2 separate regions of the Mus musculus genome follow, and region 2 is linked to region 1. The links are chromatin contacts, called in public promoter capture Hi-C maps. All regions are on one chromosome and are shown on one strand. Each heading gives the region's core, a stretch centred on a gene start, on an enhancer-like site or on the middle of the called end of the contact. The rest is flanking DNA. Distances are from core to core; before and after follow the strand shown. Region 1 holds the start of Adrm1 (adhesion regulating molecule 1). Region 2 holds the start of Rtel1 (regulator of telomere elongation helicase 1).

The links. Promoter capture Hi-C pulls out the DNA fragments that hold promoters and counts their contacts.
Region 2: a contact with region 1 is called in a promoter capture Hi-C map of pre-B cells. The contact joins the promoter of Rtel1 here to the promoter of Adrm1 in region 1. A contact is called at or near these places in 5 of 39 promoter capture datasets (cranial neural crest, frontonasal cranial neural crest, liver and 2 more).

The regions. Positions count from the first base shown.
Region 1 is chr2:180,169,689-180,176,054 of GRCm38.p6, forward strand. It overlaps Adrm1 (adhesion regulating molecule 1), which reads left to right and starts at 1,900. Exons shown (of 10, transcript NM_019822.3): 1 at 1,900-2,000; 2 at 2,346-2,559; 3 at 3,168-3,284; 4 at 4,222-4,345; 5 at 4,621-4,707; 6 at 5,177-5,258; 7 at 5,472-5,704; 8 at 5,910-6,067; 9 at 6,166-6,268. The coding sequence starts at 2,347. It overlaps Gm29886 (a long non-coding RNA gene), which reads right to left and starts at 1,562. Exons shown (of 4, transcript XR_867152.3): 1 at 1,478-1,562; 2 at 820-1,095.
Region 2 is chr2:181,317,457-181,323,452 of GRCm38.p6, forward strand. It overlaps Rtel1 (regulator of telomere elongation helicase 1), which reads left to right and starts at 2,268. Exons shown (of 34, transcript NM_001001882.3): 1 at 2,268-2,400; 2 at 3,350-3,601; 3 at 4,856-5,054; 4 at 5,345-5,438; 5 at 5,907-5,988. The coding sequence starts at 3,500.

The sequences.
Region 1 (6,366 bases), core at 650-3,149:
CCCTGGCTGTCCTAGAACTCACTCTGTAGATCAGGCTAGCCTCCAACTCAAGAGATCCGCCTGCCTCTGCCTCCGAGTGCTGGAATTAAAGGTGTGCACCACCACACCCAGGTGGGGGTGAAGCAATTAACCAGGAATGTTTCGGCCCTGGGTTGGATAGCCAGCATGACAACAAGCAAAGATAAACTTTCAGTTTATGAACATAACAGTGAAGTGACAGCTCTATTTTCCAAACTGCTCCCAAATTAATTAAATCTTTAAAGAATGACTTAAAACATTTTATGTGTGTTTTGCCTACATGCATGTCTATACAATGTGTGTGTGTGCCTGGTGCTCACACAGGCCAGAAGAGGGCATCCGGTCTCATGGAACTGAGGTTCCAGACAGTTGTGAGCTGCCATATGGGTGCTGGAAATCAGACCTGGGGGCCTCTGCAAGAGCTGCCAGTGCTTTTAACCACGGAAGCATTTCCCCAGTCCCAATTAAATCTTTTAAATTGGTCTTGAACACTTGGCAGTTCTCCTGCCTCAGCCTTTTCAGGGCTGGGATTATCAGGCATGAGCCACCACACCTAACGAAATTCAAAGGTTTTTGTAGTAAAGCTGGAAACTGGGCCAGCGAGATGACTCAACAGGTAACATTGTTTGCCAGGCAAGTCTGGTAACCCAAGTCTGATCACAGGAACCCAGAGTGTAAAGAAGCAAGTTACTGAATGTTGTGCTTAGACTGCCACATGGGTGACACACACTTTTAAAAAAAGGAAACTACACAGGACAGAGTCCAACAAAAAGATGACAGACGCAAGCATGTAGAACTTACTGCATCAGAATTCCAAGCAGGAACTAAAGCGAGTGAGCCACAGTGGCGACAGAAATGCATCTTAGAGGCGGGACTCCCTCCAGCTCAGGCTGGCCTGGAACACGTTGGTGTCGGCGTCAGACAGTAGTAAGTGAGAAAAACTACTTTTCACCTTTGTTTCAGAAAAAGACCGCACACGTTTCACATATACACAGATGGTAACTTGTGGAGCATGCCAGAGAATTCAGCACTGCTTGGCCCTGGAGAGGGCTGGAGGGTGGGCCTGGGGCCTTAAAGCTGTCATAGAGGAAGCAAAGAAATGGAAGTGGTGTGTAAAAGAAACTGTGAGGACTCTTGGGCTTTACATTCTGCGAGCACCTCTGCCCTACAGGAAGGTGGTGGCACCCTACCTGACTAGCTACAAGCAGCCCTTAGACCCCACCCATCCGCGGTGCTCTGTGAACTTGTTCTTACAGCATTGAGCAACCCCATGCTACCTTCTCCACCCCACCTCCACTCCCCCATCCTGAGCAGCCGCTTGTACTTTCCTATAATGTATGTCAAATTAGCACAAAGTGACATGAAGCTGACACTTTCCTCGCTCTCGTGTCAAGAGACTACCTCCTACCTTTTAAACCATGTGACTATTTTATGTCTTGGGCCCTGACACCTCGCTCACCCAATAATGCAAATCAGACAGGCTGTCTCCCTGCGGTGTGGAGAGAGACAGGTCCATTCAGAACTAGATGGGTAACAGCGGACATCCGTCCCAGGGTACGTGTCACAGCTCAACCCCACGAGCACGTTGGTGTACGGTCCGGTGCCCATCACCCTGGTCTCGACCTCTGCAGCGCCGCCCCGCGGGGGCCCTTTCTGCGAGTCGTGGAGGCCGGGGCGCTGTTCCCAGCGCTGCCGCCAGGGGCCACCGCCGCTCCCCTATGACACAGCAACAATAGGGGCCGCTCTGGCCCGCGCTTCCGCCGGAAACAGGCCGCCGGCGCGGAGGCGGGCCGGATGCGATGGACGGTGACCAGGGCCAATCGGGACCTGGTCGGGGCCGGCCGCGCGGCTGACGGAACTCAATCCGCGGCGAGAGCGGCGGCGGGGCGGGCCAAGCACGGGCTTCCGGCGAGGCCCGGCAGGCGCCGAGGAGGAAGAGCGAGCCCGGACGGTGCCCCTAGGCCGAGTGTGAGCACCGCCAGGTAGGGGCCCGGTGGCGGCAGCGGCGGCTTAGGCGCACGCGGCTCCAGGCTGGGTCGAGCGGCGGGAGGACGGGACGCGGCAGCAGCCGGGGGGCCGAGTCAGTCCGGGCCGGCCGCCGGTGCCCCAGACGCGCCGGGGCCGGACGCAGCGAGGCTCCCTCCGCACGGGCGGGCAGTGACGTCGCGGGAGCAGGGGCTCCGCGGGGCTGCGCTCGGCCCTGCGCACAGCCCTGGCCTTGCGCAGCCTGGCGCGCTCCCGCTCCCGGGCAGTCGCGGGCCGACCGGCGTATGGGTGGGACATTGAGCACGCGACGCGGAACGACGGGCCTCGCTCTGTTTTTTCAGGATGACGACTTCAGGCGCTCTGTTCCCAAGCCTGGTGCCCGGCTCTCGGGGGTCTTCTACCAAATATTTGGTGGAGTTCCGGGCAGGAAAAATGTCATTAAAAGGAACTACGGTCACCCCAGATAAACGGAAAGGTCTCGTGTACATCCAGCAGACGGACGACTCCCTTATTCACTTCTGTTGGAAAGACAGGACCTCTGGGACCGTGGAGGATGTGAGTGCCTGTAGCCAGAACAGGCCAGCGGGGCAAGAGCAGGGAATATGGCTTCATCTTCCATAGATTAGTGTAGGGGTCCCAAGGTTGGCAGAGTGCTCCAGTCACTCTGTGAAGCCATGCACCCCGTGGTGACCATGGTTCTTAAGGTTTTAGCAGAGACAGCCTGCTGACAGGGTGATAGGGTGGGCTGGTGGCCTCAGCCCTGGCCTTAAACTTCCAGTCTTGTGGAGGAGTGTGCAGATATGACCCTCACCACAGCCTCGGGTAGTTTAGCGCTCTGAAGAGGCTGCTTTCCTTGGGGCTCTTTGTCTCCCAAAGTACATTGTTCTTTGTTACACTTAGGAGCAGCTAGCCAGAGTTGGTTGACCTTTTACTTCTTGGAACACAGTTCCAGAATGTTTCTGTTAAGTCGTCTGGTCCTCAGAGAGCACTTTTTCTATTCCTCCAGTCTGGGCCCTCTTCTGTTTGTCTTCACTGGGGTCTGAGACTTCTTGACTCCACCCTGTTATTGGGGTCCAGCAAATATTCAGGGACCTAAGCCTTGGTGGTACACACTTGTGTGCCTCTGTCTATCTGTCGTCTGACTGTCCTCCTTGTGTCGCCAGGACTTGATTATCTTTCCTGATGACTGTGAGTTCAAGCGGGTACCTCAGTGCCCCAGTGGGAGGGTCTACGTGCTCAAGTTTAAGGCAGGGTCCAAGCGGCTCTTCTTCTGGATGCAGGTAAGCAGGAGAGTGGTCTACTCTGTCTTTCCTTGTGATTCACTTGGGGTTACTTTCCCCACATTAGAAGGTGCTGACCTGGAGGGCCTGGTCTGGCTGCGTTCCTACCACGGTGGCTAGCTGGTGGTTAGGCACCGGAGCCCCGCTCGTGGACTTATCTGTAGGCACACAGCTCCAGGGCCTCAGGTCTTCCATTACTCCATGGCCACGAATTTTAGCTCCCAGAGGTGACGCCCTCTGTTCTCTCAGCAGTTGAACGTCCCCCACTTAAGCTCTTCTGTGCTGTGTGTTGCGAGGCCCTTCAGTGTCATGGCTCCTGCATCTCACCCACATCTGCAGTGTCCCTCAAATGCAGTCTCCACAGTCTGCCACCTGTTGGAGACCATTGGCATATTTGTGTTTCTTATACTGTTAATGTGGTTCTGCTGTGGTATGGGACATGGGCTCTCTCTTGGGTATGTGGGTCCAGTCTGGAGTCAGGGCTAGACTTGGGGTATGTTCAAGGGTGGGGTACACAGCCATTACCATTGTCATCCTGTGAAAGGGGGCAACAAGCAGCTATTTGTCTGCAAAGTACCAGGAGGGGAGGGGCTTCCTCTCAGCCTGGGTTCTGGTCACCTGAGCACAAGGATCTAGAACACAGAGAGGACAAGGGGTGTGGCCCCTTTGCCTGGTGGTGGGGATCAGTTCGTTCCCTGCACGGCTCACCAGGAGCCATACAGTGAAGGCACTGCAGTCTTGCATTGTGATCATTGGCTCTGGGGCCTTCTCACTGTTGCCATTGCTGTCCTATTGAGCTGTGCTGTCACATTTGTAGTGCTGCCTCTCCAGTCACTGTGTGCGCGCGCTGATTGAGGCTAGCTGGCCACATGGGTGCAGGGAGCCGCTCCTTGTGCAGACTGCTCAGCTTTGGCTCTTTGCATATGCTCTCTGGCAGGAGCCCAAGACTGACCAAGATGAGGAGCACTGCCGGAAAGTCAACGAGTGTCTGAACAACCCCCCCATGCCTGGGTCACTGGGAGCAAGTGGGAGTAGTGGCCATGAGCTTTCAGCACTGGGCGGTAATTATCACCTAGACCTGCGTGGGGCATTGTCCTTCAGTGACTGGGGACACTGTGAGGCAGAGCCTGCTTGATAAGTTCTGGTTCTTTCTTTCCTCCCATCTACACAGAGCTCACCTGCTCCCTGCTGCCTCCTTCCAGAGGCTGTTACTCCCTCAGTGGTTCTTGGGTAGGGCCAAGGCCAAGCATCTGCCATAGAGTGCAGTGCTCACAAGGGTCTAGGTCCTGGCCAAGGCCACCACAGCAGGCCCATGTCTGATTCCTGTGTTTACCAGGTGAGGGTGGCCTGCAGAGCCTGTTGGGGAACATGAGTCACAGCCAGCTTATGCAGCTCATCGGACCAGCCGGCCTGGGAGGACTGGGTAATGCCCCGCTGTCCCTGGCTCCCTCCCATAGGTGCCCTTTCAGTGCTTGCTTGCAGACCCGGGGTTTTCTCTCAGCCATGTCTGTGTGTTCCCTGTGCCGCTCCTTTGGAAGGTGCTTGTCTGCTGGGTGGGTGGAGAGGGCCTGGTCTAGCATGTGTATATGGAGTTTACCTGGGGTACAGCACAAGTGGTACAGTTACTTAGAAGGCACTGTTCTGGCTGAGATTGGCCTGTTCGTGAGTATGAGTGTGGGTGGGGTGGAAATGACCTAACTCAGTAGAATAGCTTTTAGAATGCAGACTAGTATGGCGTGGTCACTACAGCCTCTTGTGGCTACCTAACCCTCCCTGTTCATCCCTTGGTGTTGGTATTGGAATATGTAGCTTCTCTTACTGGTGGACATGGGTTAGTGTCTTCTCAAGTGGGCTGGAGGGTGTATCTAGCACACATTTCTTTATTTCTGTAGGTGGACTTGGGGCCCTCACTGGGCCAGGCCTGGCCAGCTTGCTGGGGAGCAGTGGACCTCCAGCCAGCAGCTCTTCATCCAGGTGAGCTCCATCCCCCAATGCCTGACATGAATACCAGGCACTACCTAGCACCAGCCAGCACCTTCTCCTTTTCTGAACTCACTCAGGAGATAGGGTAGAGGGTCCCCGTTACCTCAACTTGTTGCCTGGGGAGGTGGGCCTGCAGACCTGAGGAGTAAGTAGCCCTGAAGCATGGTGGGCCTAGCTGCTCCAGCCCTTGCTCACTTTCCCCAGCTCCCGGAGCCAGTCGGCAGCCGTCACCCCATCCTCCTCCACCTCTTCCGCTCGCGCCACCCCAGCCCCTTCTGCCCCAGCAGCTGCCTCGGCAACCAGCCCAAGCCCCGCACCCAGCTCAGGTAATGGAACCAGCACAGCAGCCAGCCCGACCCAGCCCATCCAGCTGAGCGACCTCCAGAGCATTCTGGCCACTATGAACGTGCCGGCAGGGCCAGGAGGCAGCCAGCAAGGTAAAGAGCTGTGGGTGGGTGCTCACAGGGTGAAGGACTGCTGACCATAAACTCCATGACTCCTGGAGATGTGGAGCCTGGTGTCCATGGCGTCCAGCCACACCTGCCTACCTCATGCTGCCCTGCGGACAGGCTCCCAGTCTCCTGCCCTCTGGGTGCCTGGGTTAGCATCAGGCCACTGATGGCCACCTTGCTTGTGCCCTAGTGGATCTGGCGAGTGTGCTGACCCCAGAGATCATGGCTCCCATCCTTGCCAATGCAGACGTTCAGGAGCGCCTGCTGCCCTACCTGCCCTCTGGGGAGTCTCTGCCCCAGACTGCAGATGAGATCCAGAACACATTAACCTCGCCCCAGTTCCAGCAGGTATGGATGTCCATGGCACTCTCTGTACCTGTGTCTTTTAGCTTTGGTGGGTCTGGTGCCTTCGGCACCCAGGTCTGCATGGCTGCTCCTTGTTGCAGGCCCTGGGTATGTTCAGTGCGGCCTTGGCCTCAGGACAGCTTGGCCCTCTCATGTGCCAGTTCGGCCTTCCTGCAGAGGCTGTTGAGGCCGCCAACAAAGGTGGTGAGTACTGATCCCCCATCGGCCAGAGCCAACCCTGTGTTTGTGGAATGCTAGAGGCTGGCTGCCTGGGTGGTAGCCCTAGCCTGAGGTTTAGTTAG
Region 2 (5,996 bases), core at 1,018-3,517, 1.1 Mb after region 1:
GGAAGACATCAGAGAGAAGAGGACAAGAAAGGTGAAGCAGAATCCTGGTACTCGGCAGCTGCTGGCAATGAGGAGGCTCCTAGAGACAGATACAGGAAGACCCAGTCATTCCCAACCTCCCAGACCTCAAGGTAGACATTAATATACTTTTTTTTTTTTTGTCTTTTCGAGACAGGGTTTCTCTGTGTAGCCCTGGATGTCCTGGAACTCACTTTGTAGACCAGGCTGGCCTCGAACTCAGAAATCCACCTGCCTCTACCTCCTGAGTGCTGGGATTAAAGGCGTATGCCACCACGCCCGGCCATTAATATACTCTTGAACATAGCGGGAGTCCTTAGATTAATGTCTCTTTACTCAGTTCTTATTAGCCTGTTTTAGTTCCTTACTTTCTAGAAGATTTGCTATGACTAAGTCCTATAGCTAAGCGCAACATAGCTTTTCCCAAAATATTCCCACAACAGTCTTCATGGAAGTCTTTCCTGGCCTCTAGTCAGGGGAACCCTTTAATATAATTTCTCTTCTTTATACTTATCACAATCTTATGTGTGGTTGGTTTACATCTACCCTATAATTGAGATAGTGTTTTATTCACAGAGGAAAAAAAAAGTAGACAATGTAATAGTGAAAATAGAAAAGGATTTTTTTGTTTTGTTTTGGTTTTTTTCGAGACAGGGTTTCTCTGTATAGTCCTGGCTGTCCTGGAACTCACTTTGTAGACCAGGCTGGCCTCCAACTCAGATATTCTCCTGCCTCTGCCTCCCAAGTGCTGGGATCAAAGGCGTGTGCCACCACCGCCCAGCTAGGATTTTTTTTTTTCAATATGGCAACACTGGGCAGAGGAACAGTGAAGTCCAATTATCTCCCAAATGATCCTTACAGCTCTGATCCTTAGGTTTATTTGGATGATGTGTACATTACTATGCAGCCTTGGGTCCTAACCATCATCTCTAGCTTCAGTCTCTTTGCCACAGTGGTCTGACAAGTTGTCATAACTGCATAAAATCTTCTTCCCTAAGAAGAGTCCCTTCTCTGTCTGGTACCCCTCACTCTTTTCCTTCCTTTCCTGGGGAATTCCAATTTCTGGGGGGTCCATTGTTTAAATGGCCTGATAGTCAAAAGGAAGATCATATGCATCTCTTAGAATATATTCATTCCTTCCAGGATAGTTTCATTATAAGCTGGGCATGCTGCCTCAAAGCAACTACCTATGTGCTGTGAACTAGACTTGTCTTGATGTGAACCCAAGCAGCAGATGAATCAGCTCATGTCTCAGCTTCACTAGTAGCCCAGAAAGTTTTGCCTGGAATTGGTGCCATCCCAGTGTGTGTGGCCTCCTTCATCTTCAAATTCCCAATAAGAGATGAGGGTCTGAAGGAAATCTATAGGTTTGTCAGGGTGTTCTGTAAGTATGATCTCACATGCACAAGTATGGGCATTTCTGTGGGAAACTACCTGGGTATTAAAGAGAAGCTCTGAAACAAGTATCTATTAGTAGTGGAGAGCCAGCCACTGAAATGTCAATTTCTTTCTAATACCTATTGGGATTGCCTGAAATAAACAAACACCTCTGATGTCAGCACCGCCCTGAAGGACTTTGCAGCTCTCTCTTCCCTGGAGCTCCTTGTTGACTGTCAGCTAGTGCTAGGTGCTAGAGATTTAGAGGAACTCACCTGACAGCTAGCAGACACTGATTGGAAAATAAGCTGGACCCTGGGTGAGAGAGGAGGCAGTGAGAACTCTTAATGTGGGGTGGGGGTCTAGGTAAGATGCAGCCATTTGGATTTTATATACTCCAGCTGTGAAAAGATGCCTTTTGTGACTTGAGGTCAGTAACCACAAGAAAGCTTTAGATTTGTTTAGTTGTGCGGACAATGTAAGTGGCCTGGCCAAATGAACTAGTAGATTCCAGAAGATGGAGCTTATAATGCAAAAGTGGGGATGAGTGTCCGGGCGTGCACGCCTTTCATCCCAGCACTTGGAAGAGGCAGGTCAACCTGGTCTACAGAGTGAGCTCTAGGGCAATCAAGGCTACAGAGAGAAAACCTGTTTCGAAACAAACAAGCAAAAAGAGTGGGAGACAAGCGAGACTCTAGACGATATTAAGTGCTTTGGATAGAATACAGAGATGAGGCCAGGTCCACTGCACGAAGCCCCACCCCCCAGCCCCCAGCCCCCTGGCGTCCAGAGGCGAGGGAACCTGCTGACTCAGAAGTCGCGGAACCCGGTTTCCGCCCGGGTGCAAAGTAGCGGACCGGAAGGGAGGAAACGGAAGTGTAGCATTTAGGCGTGGCTACACGGATCTGCCCGCGAAGTTCCAATCAGCGGACTGCGGAGCACGCGGGATCCGTGTCTTTACAGTTGTTTGATACCGGACTTTGAAAGGCAGCCCTACCGAGACAAGTGAGCTGGGAGTCGCTTGACAGTTTTATCTGAGTGGATAGAGGTCATAGATCACGCACTCGCTAGTTCTGAAGTGCCGCGGTGCATTCTGGGTCCCGGGCTCTTGCTGCCAGTGTCTAGCTAGAGGCGCCTCCCTGGGCTAGTTCCAAGACGGCGGATAGATTTTCGCCTGTCAGTAGACTTGGAGGTCTGGAGAAGTTTAGTGACTTGCGGAGGGCTGAACAGATCATGATTCTGTTTTGCTACCTTTGTTTGGTTGGTTTTGGTTTTGCGTGTCAGGATGTCACTGTGTATTCCTGGCTGTCCTGGAACTCGCTCTGCAGACCATGCTGGTCTCGAACTCAGAGATCCATCTGTTTTTTCCTCCTGAGTGCTGGGAACTAAGGCTGGAGCACCACGCCCTGCCTGTTTTACTACTTTATTTGCATTCGGGTGCACACCTGGACCGAATGATGCATGACCCCAATCTTAAGAGCATCAAAGGTTGGAGACATTCCACGCTTTTGTGTTCAGGTCCAGGCCACAAGGGGATGCTCCTAGGTTCTTAGTCACAGACTTTTTGAAGAGTTGCAGGTAGAGTGCTGAAAATGTGCTTGTTTTGATAACTACATTGGGTTTTTGCTTTGCTTTGCTTTTCAGTCTAGGATGGAATTGGGTGAGCCAGGGGATCATCTTTAGATCTCTAAGCTCCTTTTTATTTTTTGAGACAGGGTCTACATAGCCCTGGCTGTCCTGGAACTCCCTGGACATGCTGGCTTCGAACTTAAGAGATACCCCTGCCTCTGCCTCCTGAGAGCTGAGATTAAAGGCGTGTGCCACCATGATAGGCTCTAAGCACCTTTTGATAGGGAAATAACAGATTTTCTGACCCTACAAGGACAGCTTCCTAAAATGATTGGTGTAATGGTCTGTGGCTACAAAGGCTGATTTCTTCTTATCTGTGTTGTAGGGAATTCTTACAGAGGGAAACCTGATGCCACATGCTGCCAACACTTACCTGGAGTGGCTGAAACACTGAGATGATCAGAGGGGTTTGTCTCACAGACCCAGACAGCCTGCATCTTGGCCTACCACCGTGTCTTCCTCAGTATAGGCTGATATGCCCAGGGTAGTCCTGAATGGTGTGACAGTGGATTTTCCTTTCCAGCCCTACCCATGCCAACAGGAATATATGACCAAGGTGCTAGAATGTCTCCAGAAGGTAAAGCTACAAAGCTCAAGACAGTAATTTAGAGAGGGGGCAATGAGGGCATACCTTCAGCAAACCCCTACTGTAGCCCTACCCTCATCCATTCCAGACTGGGTTTGTCTGCATTCTTTGGTTGGAGACTATAACAAGTGAACAAAAGAGATAGTTATAGAGAGGGATAACTTTGAGAATGTATTGCTGTCCTTTCTGAGTAGGTGGTGTTTGTGCTGGGTCTATTTGATAAGGAATGGGCTTAGGAGGCACATTTCTATGCAGAGGAGCAGGAATACCCAGCTTTCACCGTTTGGGGAAAATGTTTTGGAAAGTTTTTTTTTTCTTTTTAGATTTATTTATTGATTGTATGTAAGTACACTGTAGCTGTCTTCAGACACTCCAGAAGAGGGCATCAGATCTTGTTATGGACAGTTGTGGGCCACCATGTGGTTGCTGGGATTTGAATTCACGACCTTCATAAGAGCAGTCGGTGCTCTTAACCGCTGAGCCATCTCTCCAGCCCTTGGAAAGTTTTAAAATGAGACTTTGATTTATTTATTTTATTTTTGAGACAGGATCTAACTTTTAGCCTAGGTGTTCTGGATAAGCCAGGCTAGCTTCAACTCACAGAGATCTGTCTGTCTCTGCCTTCAGCATGCTAGGGCTAAAGGCATGTATTACTGTGGCTGACTTTTGTGTTTGAACCCTGGAAAAAGTCTTTAAATCTTAGGGGTGTGGAGTTTTTAGCTTTCTACTGAGTTTCTTGAGGTTGCCTTTTTGTATTTGAATCACTTTTTCCTCAAATGTCTTCTTCAGGCTTCTATCTGATATCTGGGACAGAAGACATCAAATTCTGTTCAAATATGGTGAATGCCTATATCCAGAATTGTAGAGCAGTTTCCTATTTTGAGACTTAGCACCTGATTAGTCATCTGACTATATTAGGCTGAAATTTTCTGTCATATTTGGAGAAATGCTCTGAAATTATTTTGCTAATGAGGGCGGTTTTTGTTTTTCTGAGATGGTTTCTTTACTTAGCCCTGGCTGTTCTACAACTTACTATGTAGACCAGCCTGGCCTCAAACTCACAGATATCTGTTTGCCTCTGTGTACCACTATAGTTTGCTAATGAGGACATCTTAACTTACAGCTTTTAGTGGAAAATGTCATGAACTAATTTGTGTCCTCTGGGTGTGAGCTGTGCATCTCAGAGTCATCTGACTTCTCTCCACACCCCCTGCTTTTCCCTTTATTGTGCCTGACACCAATTAGAAAGTGAATGGCATCCTGGAGAGCCCCACAGGCACTGGGAAGACGCTGTGCCTCCTCTGTTCCACCTTGGCCTGGCAACAACATCTCCGAGATGCAGTTTCTTCCCTAAAGATTGCTGAGAGAGTTCAAGGGGAACTCTTTGCCAGTCGGACCTTGTCATCCTGGGGGAGTGCTGCTGCCGCCAGCGGAGACTCAATAGGTGACTCCTCTCTCCCCACCCTCACCCCATCTCTCCTGGCCTCTTGTGCGGATGGGAGCGAAGGGAAAGAGCCTGTGACAGGGCCAGTTCATCCAGGCTTCCTCTGTTCTTGGAGCAGAATTTAAGTAGAATTTTGTATCATCTATATTCCTCACCATTTTGGGTATATACCTGGGGTCAGAGTCAGGTTTGTAGATGTCTACAGGACTGAATTAGCTCAGTGCTGCTGCATGTACAAATACACCTGAGAATATGCCTCACAGTTGCTGCCTTTCCTTATGCTTGTGCAGAGTGCTACACAGATATCCCAAAGATCATCTATGCTTCTAGAACGCACTCCCAGCTAACTCAGGTCATCCGTGAGCTTCGGAATACCGCCTACCGGTATGTCGGCATATTCATTACTTGAAGAGTATCTGGATAGTGACCTTGGTTTGGAGCTAGACCAGCACCAGCTGAGTGTATATGTCTATATGTGGGGGGTGAAGACTGGTTGGCTTTGACTACTGTGAGAAAGCAGCTTTGATCTTTGAACTTATGGCTGACCTTGAACCCTGGGCTTCTTGCAGAACTGTCATGCCTGTGGTTAAGGTCAGCTCTGGCTTCTCAAGACAGCTTTGCTCATGTCTTAATATCTCGGTAGGGCTCCCATATAGCAGAATTTGGACAGTAGGTTGCTCTGTCCAGGTTTTTTTGTCTTACCTACCACATTCTAGACTTTTTATTTCCTTTGTTCCCTACGTTTTTTGTGCTTCCATTTGTTTCCAGATAGCTCCTGCTGCTAGGGCACACTGTAACCTGCTTGTTCTGAGGCAGCTCCTCCTTTACGTCTTCCATTCTTTCTTTTGTCAGGCCCAAGGTATGTGTGCTGGGCTCCCGGGAGCAGCTGTGTATTCATCCTGAAGTGAAGAAGCAGGAGAGTAATCACATGCAGGTGGGCTT